2 separate regions of the Gossypium hirsutum genome follow, and region 2 is linked to region 1. A link is a contact called in public Hi-C data. All regions are on one chromosome and are shown on one strand. The core of a region is the stretch at or near the end of the contact, and the rest is flanking DNA. Distances in the headings are between cores, read along the strand shown.

Region 1 (6,281 bases), core at 1,623-4,122:
CCGATCTATCTTGACCTTCCCCTACCACCCCAACATCACCATTGAACAAATCAACAGAGGTTACTCCAAGTGTTCGTTGTCTTTTTTTCTTATCAACAAATTGAATAGGACATTCTTCACCATCAGAGCCCAACTTTATAAGCCTAGAATCATTAGGCTCATTAATATTCAAGTTATTCTCCCAGTTAGATACTCTTTCCTTTGCTTTAACCGATTGGAATCTTATGGACCTTAGAAATTTTGATTGCGATTTGGATAGAAATCCATAACGTTATCCCAAAAATTACACCCGTTCATACTCCTATTCTTATCCAATCTCTGGCTCACCGTTTCATCCGGCTTCCGTAACCATCAGCTAACCAACGAGGATCTTCTTCTCACTAGAGCACGTAACGAAATATCCCAACCAAAAATGATCTTAGCTAGATCTGTCCTCACCCTAACTGGGAAAAAACTCTCCCCACGACCAAGCTTACCATAGAGAAAACAAAATAGGCTAAGCTTTTCATACTTAAACCTAGCATATACCGTCCTACTAGCTCCTAACACAATCTTTTTTTTACGCTTCAATAGAAGTCGAACATCTAGTTGAACCTTAATCCTCATATACCTCTTTGCACAATAAATTAAATCTTCGCATCATAATCAAGAAAACTACCCAGAAAAGAACCAAATTGTCGCACCATTGCTTCCGACATCAAACCCAGAGACAAATCGTGAATCTGCACCCAAAGCTCCACATAAATCATGGCAGCGTATTCGGATCCTCCCTTGCTTCTCACATTGGTGCTTTGCAGGCCCTAATCTGTTCGACCACTTGTTGGGGAAGCACCATTGATAACTATTGTGTATTCCATATACCATATGATAAAGTCGCATCACAACTCAAGTTGCTTCATCAAGAATCCCATGACCATTAAAATGATATTTTAAAGGTCCCACTTCTCTTACCCAATCATCATTCCAAAAGTTAATCACTTCCATCTTTTATCACTCAAAACAATCCCTTCTTGACCTTGTCCCAAACATTAGATAATGAGTTCCAAAGATAGGAACAATTAGAAGGAGTAATACTATCTGGAATCAGTCTATGTATTCATTGTGTTAAGAATTATTGAATACATTTATATATATTTGACACATTATGTATTAATTAAATGGTGAGCGAATGATCATTAAACAATTCCTCAATATAATTTTATACACTTCATGTTAATTAAATAATAAGTTAATCATTTATTTCCATATTAATCTAAAATGTTAAAATTTTAAAAATTATGATTATTTAATTAAAATTATTATACTTTAATATTTATTACTATCATAACTTAATATTTAAAATCATTATATATTAAAATTTTAGGATTGCTTTTATTTTTTAAAATGTAAATAAATTTTTTTATTAAAAAATAAAATTAGGGCCTATTTGTTTCACTGAAAATAGCTTTTGAAAAATGATTTTTGAAAAATGACTTACTTTCTTGAAAAAGTTAATATTTTCTGTTGTTTGATAGATTTCTTAAAAATATCTCATAAAAGCTGTTTTCAATTAAACAAATATACTTTGAGATTTTCTTATCTTTTTATTGTTTAATTGAGTTTATTTTATATATATAAATTTATATTTTACATTGACTATGCATATATTAAAAATATTTTGTTAAATTCAAGTTTATTACAATGTCATTTTTAGTTAGATGACTATCAAGTGAGTATTTTTTATTTAAAAATGTGACATCAACAAAATTGATAAAAAAATTTAACAATGTCAACAATTGAACTTGATTTTCAAATCTGAGAAGTAGATGGACTAAATTCTTGAAAATAACAGTACAGAGGCTAAATTACAAATTTATGAAGAGTACATAGACTTATGACATATTTTAAATTTTATACTACAAAACATTTATTACTAATATATTTATAATTGTAATAAATATTTATTATTAAAATATTAATATTGAATATTTTTAATAATATGTGAAGAATATTATTTAAAATTTATTATTAAAATAATAAATTATATTAATAATTTATTATAATAATTAAATATGTATATTTAATAATATTAAAAAATATAATATTTTATATTAATATTTTAAATATTTTAAAAAATAAAAATAAATTTATTACCAATATAATAAAATTTATTACCTATATAATACTTTAAAAGGGTAAGTAATTTTACAAGAAAAAAACTTATTTTACGTTGACCTATAAGTTATTTTCTGTTGACTAAGTTGTTTTCTGTGAAACAAATACAGGAAAATACAAAAAATATTTTCCGTAAAACCTTTTACATGTAAACAAACGAACCCTCAATAGATAATTAGAAATGAATTTTTAATGCCTATATAAATTTATAAGAATATTTAAAATATAATTAATTAATTATTTTTCTATATATGCCACAATGTATTCTTTTGGTGAAAGAAAAACATTACGAAACTAAGTTACACGAAAATAATGAGGGATGCAAAAATTTCTCTTTATCTGCTTTAAGAAATGCTAAAGCGTCTTTTGGAAGGGCCTCAACCAGTTATAAAACATATTTTCTTTCAAAAGTCAATTTGGCTAGATAATCAACACTTTGATTCTCCTCCCTAAAAATGTATCGTAAAGTCTATTAACTTTCTTGAGACAATATGCAGTGTATCCTTTTGATCAGTGCAGAGTTTGATATCTTCGAAACACTACCGTATATAGCTTTAACTATTTGATTGAATAACTACCTTACCATGGTCTTTTCAATGAATAAGTTTTAAACTATCTAAAATACCCAAAATTCTACATAAAAAATCGAATAATACCTTAAATATATATCCAAGAATCCAATCTCTATTTTTATCGCGCTAACACTAAATAAAAAATAAAGACAGTCATTTCAAACATTAAATAAAGTGAAATGAAGTCAAATTAGCCAAATTTAAGGAGTGAAATAATTTCTCTTTTTCCATTTTAATTCTCTTGCCAATTATTCCGACATATCATGAGAATTTTCTTTCAGAAATCCACAAAGAAAGCTATTTCTACTTTTCATTTATTCCCAAAGCTGAATACTCGGTCGCAACTCAGTCACTCCCCTTCTCTAATTCATACACCGCGTTTCCCATTTTCTCCGTTGCACTCACTGAGTCACCATCCTGTCTTTTGTCATCTTCCAAATGCAAAACTCCTATAACCATCGGAGGGGACGCCAAGCCCCACCGCCGAAGATCGTTCCCTTGCCGGGCCAGGTGTCATTTCGTGTAATATGCCACGCATCATCCATCGGCGGATTCATCGGGAGCTCCGGCGCCGTTGTTTCTCAACTTCGCCGCGAGACTTCCTCTAGAATCCACTGCGAAGAATCTGTCGGCGGGTCGGATCACCGAGTTATATTGGTAGTGGGGTCGGGATCGGTCGAAAGACAGTTTAGTTTGGGTGAGGGAGAAGTATGTTACGTTTCGTGTGCTCAGGAAGCAATGATTAGGGTCTTCCAGCGCGTGTGGGAAGTGGAAGCGGAGAGAGAGTGGGGAAACGCGTGCGATGGTGAGGATGAAGAAGCTTACTGTGGTGTGCTGGCTGAGACGGCACAAATTGGTTTCGTTGTGGGGAAAGGAGGGAAGAATATTGTGAGAATGAGGACAGAGAGTGGAGCGAAAATTAGGATTTTGCCGCCGCCGCCATGCGGAAGAAAAATTGATCAGTTAATTCAGGTAAGAGGTTGTTTTTAATTGTTTGTTTGGTTCTCGAGAAAGTGAAAGAAAATATAAATAATTGTAACAATATAGCACGTGTGAATGCCTGGTAGTGTGGCCTGAACTAAATGGGCTCCCATATGTAACATACAGAAAAAAACAGGGATATTGATGAAACTTCTGTTCTGAATGTGAAAATGGTGGTGGTTAATTGTGGTTGTACTGCTTCAATTGAACGAAGAACTTATAAACAAGCATTACGAATTATCGTTGAATGTAGTTAATATCACTATAACTTGTTTGTTTGATTAGTTTTAGTAATTTGGCAGATAACTGGTGGTACTTTGGCTGTGAAGAAAGCGCTGGTTGCTGTATCTGGCTATCTTCAAGCTTGCCCATCCACGGACAAAGAGCCAACGCAGATGAGTATGCCTACTGAGCAACCTTCACGTGGAACCTCCCCTAATTCAGGCGAAGAACTTTTTCCGCATCTTAGTTCGCTTTTCCCACCCATGCTTGAAAATTTGGTGAGAGGTGTTTCTAATGCCAACTTTTCGTTGGTGGTTGGTGATGGAGATCCCAAACCGGATTCAGATCGTACTCAAAAAGTTGTCTTTAGAATGCTTTGTTCCAATGGTGCTGCTGGGGCCATCATTGGCAAGAAGGGTGCCATTGTCAAAGCTTTGCAAAATCAAACTGGTGCTTCTATAATGTTTGAGTCCCTGGAAACCGATCATCGTGATCGTGTTGTCACCATTTCTGCCTTGGAGGTTAGTCTCAAAGCTGATTGCAGAGGTTTTCCTAATGCCAGTAGTTTTTTATAGACAGCATTGCCTGTGCATACCTTCTGACTTGAAACGGCTTTTGTTTACTGTAGAACCTTGAATCACAGTATTCTCCTGCACAAAATGCTGTTGTTCTTGTATTTGCAAGATCCGTTGAAGCTGACATTGAGAGAGGATTTCAGTCAGTCCTGATTAAGGGCACTCCTGTGACTCTTAGGCTTCTAGTTGCTTCCAACATTGTCCACTGCTTGAAGGACAAAGAAGGTAGGGTACTTTTTGAGATTGCAGAACTCACTGGCGCTGACATACAAGTCTTGATTGAGGAGCTATCACTGGGCCATTCTCCGGAGAATGTAGTACAGGTGCAAATGTTGTTTCTTTAGCAAGTGTTTATGTTTGTTGAAATGTAGGAAGGATTAACTGAGTTCCCATTGCTTCTCATTTAGTATAATTAACATTTTCATTTTGAAACCCTATTTTTTAAATATAAGAAGAATAATTTTTAGCTCCATGGGCAATTTCCCCCTTTTGGTGTGCAGTATAAGTCCTCATTCTTCCATCATTTTGGTGATCAATATCAATATCATAACTTCATTTGATAATTTAACTTTTAGAATCATGGAAGTCTAATTGTGTTTTAACTCAAGATTGTCAATACCTTGAAGATGATTCAAATTAGTTGGTTTCATCCTGATTACAACAAGCGGCTATATTTTCAGGCTCTTGAATAAAATTCACTTTCTGTTTGTTACTTCAACAAGTGATGAAGTTTTGGGTGCCACCCTGATAATCAATTTCTTCTTCAAGGAGATTTCGTTGTTGTTTTACTTCTATCTTTGCAGATTACTGGCAACTATAAAAGCGTGCAGAATGCCATCTTTCAAGTTACTAGTAGACTAAGGGATAATCTCTTGCCACATGAAGTGCTGAATGAAAATAGAGTGAGCAACTGCTACGGAGAAGTAACGGAGACAGGTCCGTCTCAAGTTCTCCAACCAACAAGCTCAATATTAGATAATGATAATGGACCTAATTTAGCTCAAAGATTGCACACTGGGCACTCAGAAAATACTTCTGGTCCTCAGCCAGTAAAACTGCAACCACAAGAGGTAAAAGCTCTTCCCCTTTTGTTTCTTTTCTCCTCTTGAATTATTGCTTTCGCTAATTTATAGGAATGTGTACAAGAGCCTCAAAGTTTGGGTGGGTTTATTTGCAGGCTGCAGGAAATGGGAATATGGTTGCCATCCAAGGTGTTCATCATAGCTCAACTACCTCGGGAGGGAGCTTTGACCTTGAGACGTCTCTTGATTCTCTACTTCCATGTGATATGCTCAATGAAGTGGGAGGCCCAAGCCCCTACAACAGAGGGAGTGAGACTACTTTTTCTGGTTTGGTTCAATCTTTAGATGTGTCTCCTGCTTCTGATGAAGAGAGTGCTTTAACAAGAGCAATGGGTAATATTGAATTCTTTGATGGTGTAGACTGTCCGACCAAATCTCGGCTATTAGAGGTGAAAGATGTTTATTTATTCTTTTGCAGTTTTTGTTTTTTGCTTAAGTTACCCTAGTATTTGAAGGCCATTAATTCTTTTTGAGGACCTAAAGTCTTTGGGGTTGGCTGTGGTTGCAGACTGTTGAAAGACATGAGCTGGCCAATGGAGATGATAAAGGGTGTCTAGAACTTGAAAGGTCAGTATTATAAGAAAAATAGCATAAAAGCTGTTTTTGTTTTCCTTGCTTTCAAGATAAGCAAGGTAAGTGTGTTTTACAACACAATGTTGGTTTTATTATAACTGCTGCCATGAGCAATGTTGAGA
Region 2 (6,281 bases), core at 1,336-3,835, 410 kb before region 1:
CTCTCATATGATCAAATAACTTCTGTACTACGACAAAGCGGCCAACTTTGCAAAGTCCTATAATAAGCTTGCCATAAGTGTTAGCATTGGGTACACAACCATGCTGACGCATTTTCTCAAACAATTCCAAAGCAGTGTCAAATTCCATTGACTTCCAGACATCAGCACGATCAAACAACATGCCATTTGAAACCAAATTCACTGCAGGGCTGTCATCCTTTGTCCCTCGGTCCTTCAACAGATACTTGAATAAAATAGAGTATGTATGATGAGAAGGCTCACAGCCAGCATCAAACATACATTTGAGAACATCAAATGCAGAATGCATCAATCCCAGGCATCCATATGCATCTAGAAGTAATGTGTATGTCAAAGAATCAGGAAAAACTCCTTCTTCCTTCATCCTAATCATCATATCCTCTGCTTCTTTTAGTCTCCCTGAACCACAATATGCACGAATAAAAGCAGTATAGGTTAATACATCAGGTTGACATCCTGAGGAAATTAGTTGATCAAGATTCCCATGCGCATGATCGAAGTCACCTTCTTTAAGCATCCATTTGATGAAAATTGTATAGGTATCTACCGTAGGCTTCACACCCATCCCTGCCATCTTTTTCACCGTCGACAATGCTTCCTTCATATTTTTCATGTTGCACAACCCATCTATAATGGCATTGTAAGTGCATGAGTTTGGCAAGCAGCCCTGATTAATCATTCTATCAAGCAAATAATTAGCATCTTCAATTTTCCCAACCTTGCAGTATCCATCAATCAAAGCAGTATATATAACTTCATTTGCTTTTAAGCTTTTCTCCTTGAGAGAGTCAAAGAGATTACGAGCTTCTTCTATCCTATCAACTTTACAAAGGGAGTCAATAAGAACACTGTAAGTCCATTGGTCAGGAACCAAACCATTCTCCTTCATCATCTCAAGCAGCCTAAAGGCATTATCCAACTGCCCCATTTTACATTGCCCATGAATTAATGAATTATATGTGACCACATTAGGTACCAGCTTAAGTTCAAGCATCTTATCAAGAAATGCCATTGCCTTGTGAACATTCTTCTTACAAAACCCAGCTATCAATTCATTATAGGTTCGCTCATTGGGAAAACAATTATTAGACTCCATCGTACCCAAAACTTCCAATGCAGCCTCCATTGCTCCATGTTTGCAGTATCCATCAATCAAAGCATTGTAGGTGACCACACTTGGAACCAGCCCTTTCCCTAACATCCTACCTACCATTTCCCTTGCCTCATCAACCTTATTGTCTTTACATAAGCTATCAATGATTACTGTATAAGTATGAGCATTCGGCTCACACCCTTTCTGTGACATTTCCTTGAACAATTTTATTCCTTCTGGCTTCCTCCCGGTTTCACACAATCCAAAAATAATCACAGTGTATGTACGAACCGTAGGATAACAAAAATCCTCCCCCATCGCCTCAAACAACTTAATAGCCTCATCAACCCGTTCAGCCTCACATAGACCGTGAATAAGATTCGTATACGAAACCTCATTTCTTCGACAACCCTTACTTGGCATCATTCTAAAAATCCTAAATGCGCTATCTACATCCTTATTCCTACAATGCCCCAATATTAACGAAGTATAAGTAAAGGTATCGGGATTTAATCCCGCTTGGACGATTTTAGTGACATAGCGTTGAGCCTCAACCACATTCCCAATCTTACAATAACCATTAACCATAGTATTCCAAGTAAAAATATTGGGTGAAACCCTATTGTTCAACATCTCACTATAAACGGATTTCATTTCATCAATCATCAAGAATTTCGATAACGACATCAACAAAAAATTGTAGGATCTAAGGGAAAGCTTAAAACAGGAATGAAGTTGCTCATTCTTATTCATTTCCATTATTAATTCAAAAACGAACCGGGATTCGTGGATGGAAGCGGAGGATTTGATCATGGCGAGGCGTATTTTGTCAGCAGGGCCGAAGAACTTGTAAGCAACAAGGATGTTCAAAAGGGCAGAATAGGAATAAACAGAGTGTTTGAAAGTGGGTTTCTGGGAGATCCAATAGGAGAAATCGAGAGCAGTTTGGGGGAGAAGATAAGGGTTGAGGGAGAAGAGGGAATGGACATGGGAAGGGGAAATGGAAGGGAGGAGTTTAGGGAGGGAAGGGTGCTTTTGCCAATTGGGTTTGGAGAGAATGGAGTGAAGGAGCAAAGGGAGATCGTGATCGGGTGGCTCAGGGTCTATGGGAAGAGATGAAGGGAATGACGAGAAGGGTTTGGTGAGGAGGAAGCAGCGGAAATGGAAGGACTCAACATGTTTCATAATAGCCGCCGGCGTTCTCATCGTGGAGGTTCTGATGGTGGCGATGATGGAGGATCCATTCATGGAAATGATTGATAAGAAGAATCACGGAAGCGGCTGGAGTTTAGGTAATGGAGGATTGATTGATTAGGTAGGATGCACTGAGATAAACGTTTCCCAGGCGTGCTTTGGGTTTTGGGCTGCGTAATTTGGGCTTCCCTAATAAAGAATCGTTAATTTCATTTTAATATTTTCATGTTTGTTTTATGCTTTATGTTTAGGATGCCCCTTATAATAATGTCCTTTTTAAAGTTTAAACATGTGTTCTCTTATTAAGAATATAATGTGTCTTATCACTGTACTTAATATTTCATAAAATGCAATAAATTTAAATTACAATATTTTTTTGCATAAAATACAATAAAACAATAAAGTATAATAATAAAAACATGATATAAAACGAGTTTGCATCTTTCAATCAGTTTGTGGGTTAATTGATTTAATGTTTTATTCAGATCGATACTTTAACTGATCCTCAATCCAACCAACTGATCCAGTCTGATTCTAAAAATAGTTAGAAATAGACATTTCTAAAGGTTTGATTCTCAAAATTTTCAGTTTATGTTTGAAGCAGATCTCAATTTTTAGACAAACTAAAATTTCCTTTTTCACAATTTGTTAATTTGAAAGTAAGTGTAACTTTTAAGGTTAATTAAAAAAAATTGACCCATCCCACGAAACTAAAAATCTCTTTCTGCTCCCAAGAGTGCTTTACGTAGAGTCCTAGAGAAAATAGTTACTGCGGCTTGGGATAGAGGAAAGCGGTGGTGAGAATAGAGAGGGGAGGGATGAGATCTCTCTCCTAGCAGAAGAACTCATCCAATTATCAGTCAAGGGGTCGGTGGTGGTACCAAATTCTAAACCAACGCTGATATGCACAGTTTGGACAGAAAAGCTTTACAACCCAGAAAGCTTTAGGGCACAAATGAAAAGTATATGGAAGACAAGGAAAAAGTTTGAGATCCAGCGGGTGGGGCAAAATCTATTTTTGATAGTGTTTGATTTGGAAGATCTGGAGACGATTATGGAGGGGAGACATTGGCTTTTCCGTAAAAGTATTATTTTATTCAATAGGTTAGTTTAGGAGGTGGAAAGAGATCAAATTAGTCTAAATTTAGTTTAGGAGGTGGAAAGAGATCAAATTAGTCTAAATTCTTCACCGCTTTGGATAAAAATTGATTCGTATTTACCAGAATTTGATAAGAAAGATCCCTTGCATGCAATTGGTGTTACGTTTGGGGGGTTATCAGATTTGAAATTAACGATGCTTGCTGTCGACTCAGAATCAATTTGGATGTTCGGAAACCACTACGCCGAGGTATTTTTGTCTCTAGTATTAATGTTAATAAAACGTGGGTTCCTTTTAAGTACGATAATCTACCGACATTTTGTTTTGGATGTGGAAGAATGGGGCACGGGATAACAGATTGCACTCAAATAATACCTGCAAGAAAAAGAAAAATTAGTATTGATCCACCTTATTCGTTGGCTTTAAAAGCAGAATCAAAATTAGTTGGAAAAGAAAGTATGAAACTTAATGCTATGACGAAGAAGGTGGGGGTTCAAAGCTCTTACACAGGAGGAAAAGTAGTGTTGATAGAAAATTCTAAGATAATGGAAAAATAGAATAACGAGATTCGGGAAGTACAGGAGTATATGGAATTGATGGGAGGGAAAGAGATGATAAATGAGCAGGGAAGCATATTTGGGTTAGAAGAGGCTAAGAAGGCAAATAGCAGCAAGGTACAAGAGTGTAAAAACGTAAACCATGAAAAGAAAACAAGCTGGAAAAGAATAAAACCAATGGCCACGGTGATACAAACAAAGGCTGAGAATAGTGTGGGAAAGAAGAAGTCCCCAGAATGAGATCTTGCAAGGATTGACAAGAGAGATGTTGAGGTGGACGGAACTAAAAGATTAAAAAAAGATGATGTCGAAAGCTGTGATAGAGCCTTCTCAAAAGTGATGTTAGACAGTTCTGAGCAATTGGAAATACAAAATTTATTGAGATCGGCGGCTACCAAGAGGCAAGCTGACCGAACACAATGAAAATCATTAGTTGGAATGTTTGTGGATTGGGAAGTCCATGGACAGTAAGGAGGCTGTGTTTTTTCCTAAAACAGCACAATCCCCAGATGGTCTTCTTAATGGAGACAAAGCTAGATAAGCAACGCATGGAAAAACTCAGAAGAAGATATAGTTTTATTAATGGAATTGATATTGAAACAGAGAGTTCGCTAGGAGGACTATGTTTAGCATGGAAAGGAGACACTGAAATAAGCTTACAAAGTTATTCTAGGAATCATATTGATATTATGGTTAAAGAAGACAATGATGAAGCAGAATGGAGGTTCACGAGGTTCTATGGTTTGCCCTATGTTAATAATAGCAGTGCTACGTGGAATCTGCTAAAGAAATTGGGGCAAGACAGAAGTCATCCATGGTTGGTAAGTGGTGATTTTAATGAGATCATGTATTCTTATGAAAAATGTGGGGGTGAACCTAGGGAAGAGAGTAGAATGGAGGCCTTTCGAGAGGCTTTAGAATAATGCCTACTAGAAGACTTGGGATATTTGGGGGTTTGGTTTACTTGGGAAAGAGGAAATTTACCAGAGACAAACACTAGAGAAAGACTTGACAGCGGAGTGGCAAATGACAAATGGAGGCAATTATTTTCAACATGTAACATCAAACACCTAACACACTCAATGTCTGACTATTGCCCACTTCTTATAAACACAAAATGTAGAAATTCTTATAAGGGCAATTCAAAATTTAAATTCGAGGAGTGGTGGCTCATGGAGGAAACTATTGAGGAAGTAGTTAAAGAATCTTAGGAGTCAGGAATAGGTATAGTTGCTGAAAAACTCAAAAGACTACAAGCAAACTTAAAAATATGGGCAAAATCAATAAAAGAACGGCGAGAGGGATTGAAGAAAAAGCTTACAAAGCAACTTGATACGTTAATGGTGTAAGAAAGGACTGACGACACAATGGCAAAAGTCATTGATACCAAAATCCACCTGAATATGGAAATTGATAAAGATGAAATTCACTGAGAACAAAGGGCAAGGGCAAATTCGCTTAAAGCAGGAGATAGGAATTCGACTTTCTTTCATAGGTTTGCCACATATCGAAGAAACATTAATACCATATCAAAGTTAGAACTTGATGGAGGAGGAGAGATTACCGAAGTTACTAAGATTAATGAAGCTACTACTATGTACTTTCAGAAGTTATTCACGTCAAATGGAGTAGGAGACCCTTTTTATCTTCTAACGGGCATTAAAAGTAATATTCCGATAGGAATCAACAGAATTCTGATGTGAAAATACACAATAGAAGAAGTCTATGAGGCTCTGAAAGGAATGGGACCCACTAAAGCATCAGGACGTAATGGTTTTCCAGTAATTTTCTTTTAGAAGTATTGGCACATTGTAGGTAAGGAAATTTCTAACTTTTGTTTGGGAATTCTAAATAATGGGGAAAATTTTGGACCTTTTAATCAAACAGAGATCGTGTTGATTCCAAAAATTCCTAATCCCACTAGCCTAGCTAATTTCAGACCCATTAGTTTGTGCTCAGTTTTTTATAAAATGGTGGCAAAAACAATTGCAAATCGACTAGAAGTAGGTATTGGAAGATGTATTGATGTGGCTCAAAGTGCGTTCGTCCTAGGAAGGCTAATTACAGATAATGTGCTTTTTGCGTATGAGATTTTGCATACATTTCGACAAAAGTGCAGGGGAAAAAAAGGATACATGGCAATAATGCCTGATATGAGTAAAGCTTATGATAGGGTAGAATGGGGCTATATAAAAGAAGTCATGTTAAGAATGGGTTTTGCAAAGGAATGGGTGGAGCTGGTTATGAAATGTATATCTACAACGTCCTATGTAGTCAATACAAATGGAGGAAGTGGACG

The links. Hi-C and Micro-C count contacts between places; a contact is called where the count stands out from the background.
Region 2: a contact with region 1 is called in a Hi-C map of fibers, with 4 times the contacts expected there. The contact joins the promoter of LOC107945421 here to the promoter of LOC107945425 in region 1. A contact is called at or near these places in 20 of 34 Hi-C or Micro-C datasets (anther, callus, fibers and 5 more).

Annotation. Positions count from the first base shown.
Region 1 is chrD12:20,629,006-20,635,286 of Gossypium_hirsutum_v2.1, reverse strand. LOC107945425 (KH domain-containing protein HEN4) reads left to right here and starts at 2,872. Exons shown (of 8, transcript XM_041106585.1): 1 at 2,872-3,698; 2 at 4,010-4,450; 3 at 4,558-4,827; 4 at 5,308-5,574; 5 at 5,682-5,975; 6 at 6,095-6,153. The coding sequence starts at 3,165.
Region 2 is chrD12:21,039,978-21,046,258 of Gossypium_hirsutum_v2.1, reverse strand. It overlaps LOC107945421 (pentatricopeptide repeat-containing protein At5g65560), which reads right to left and starts at 2,585. Exons shown (of 4, transcript XM_041108543.1): 1 at 1-2,585. The coding sequence starts at 2,380.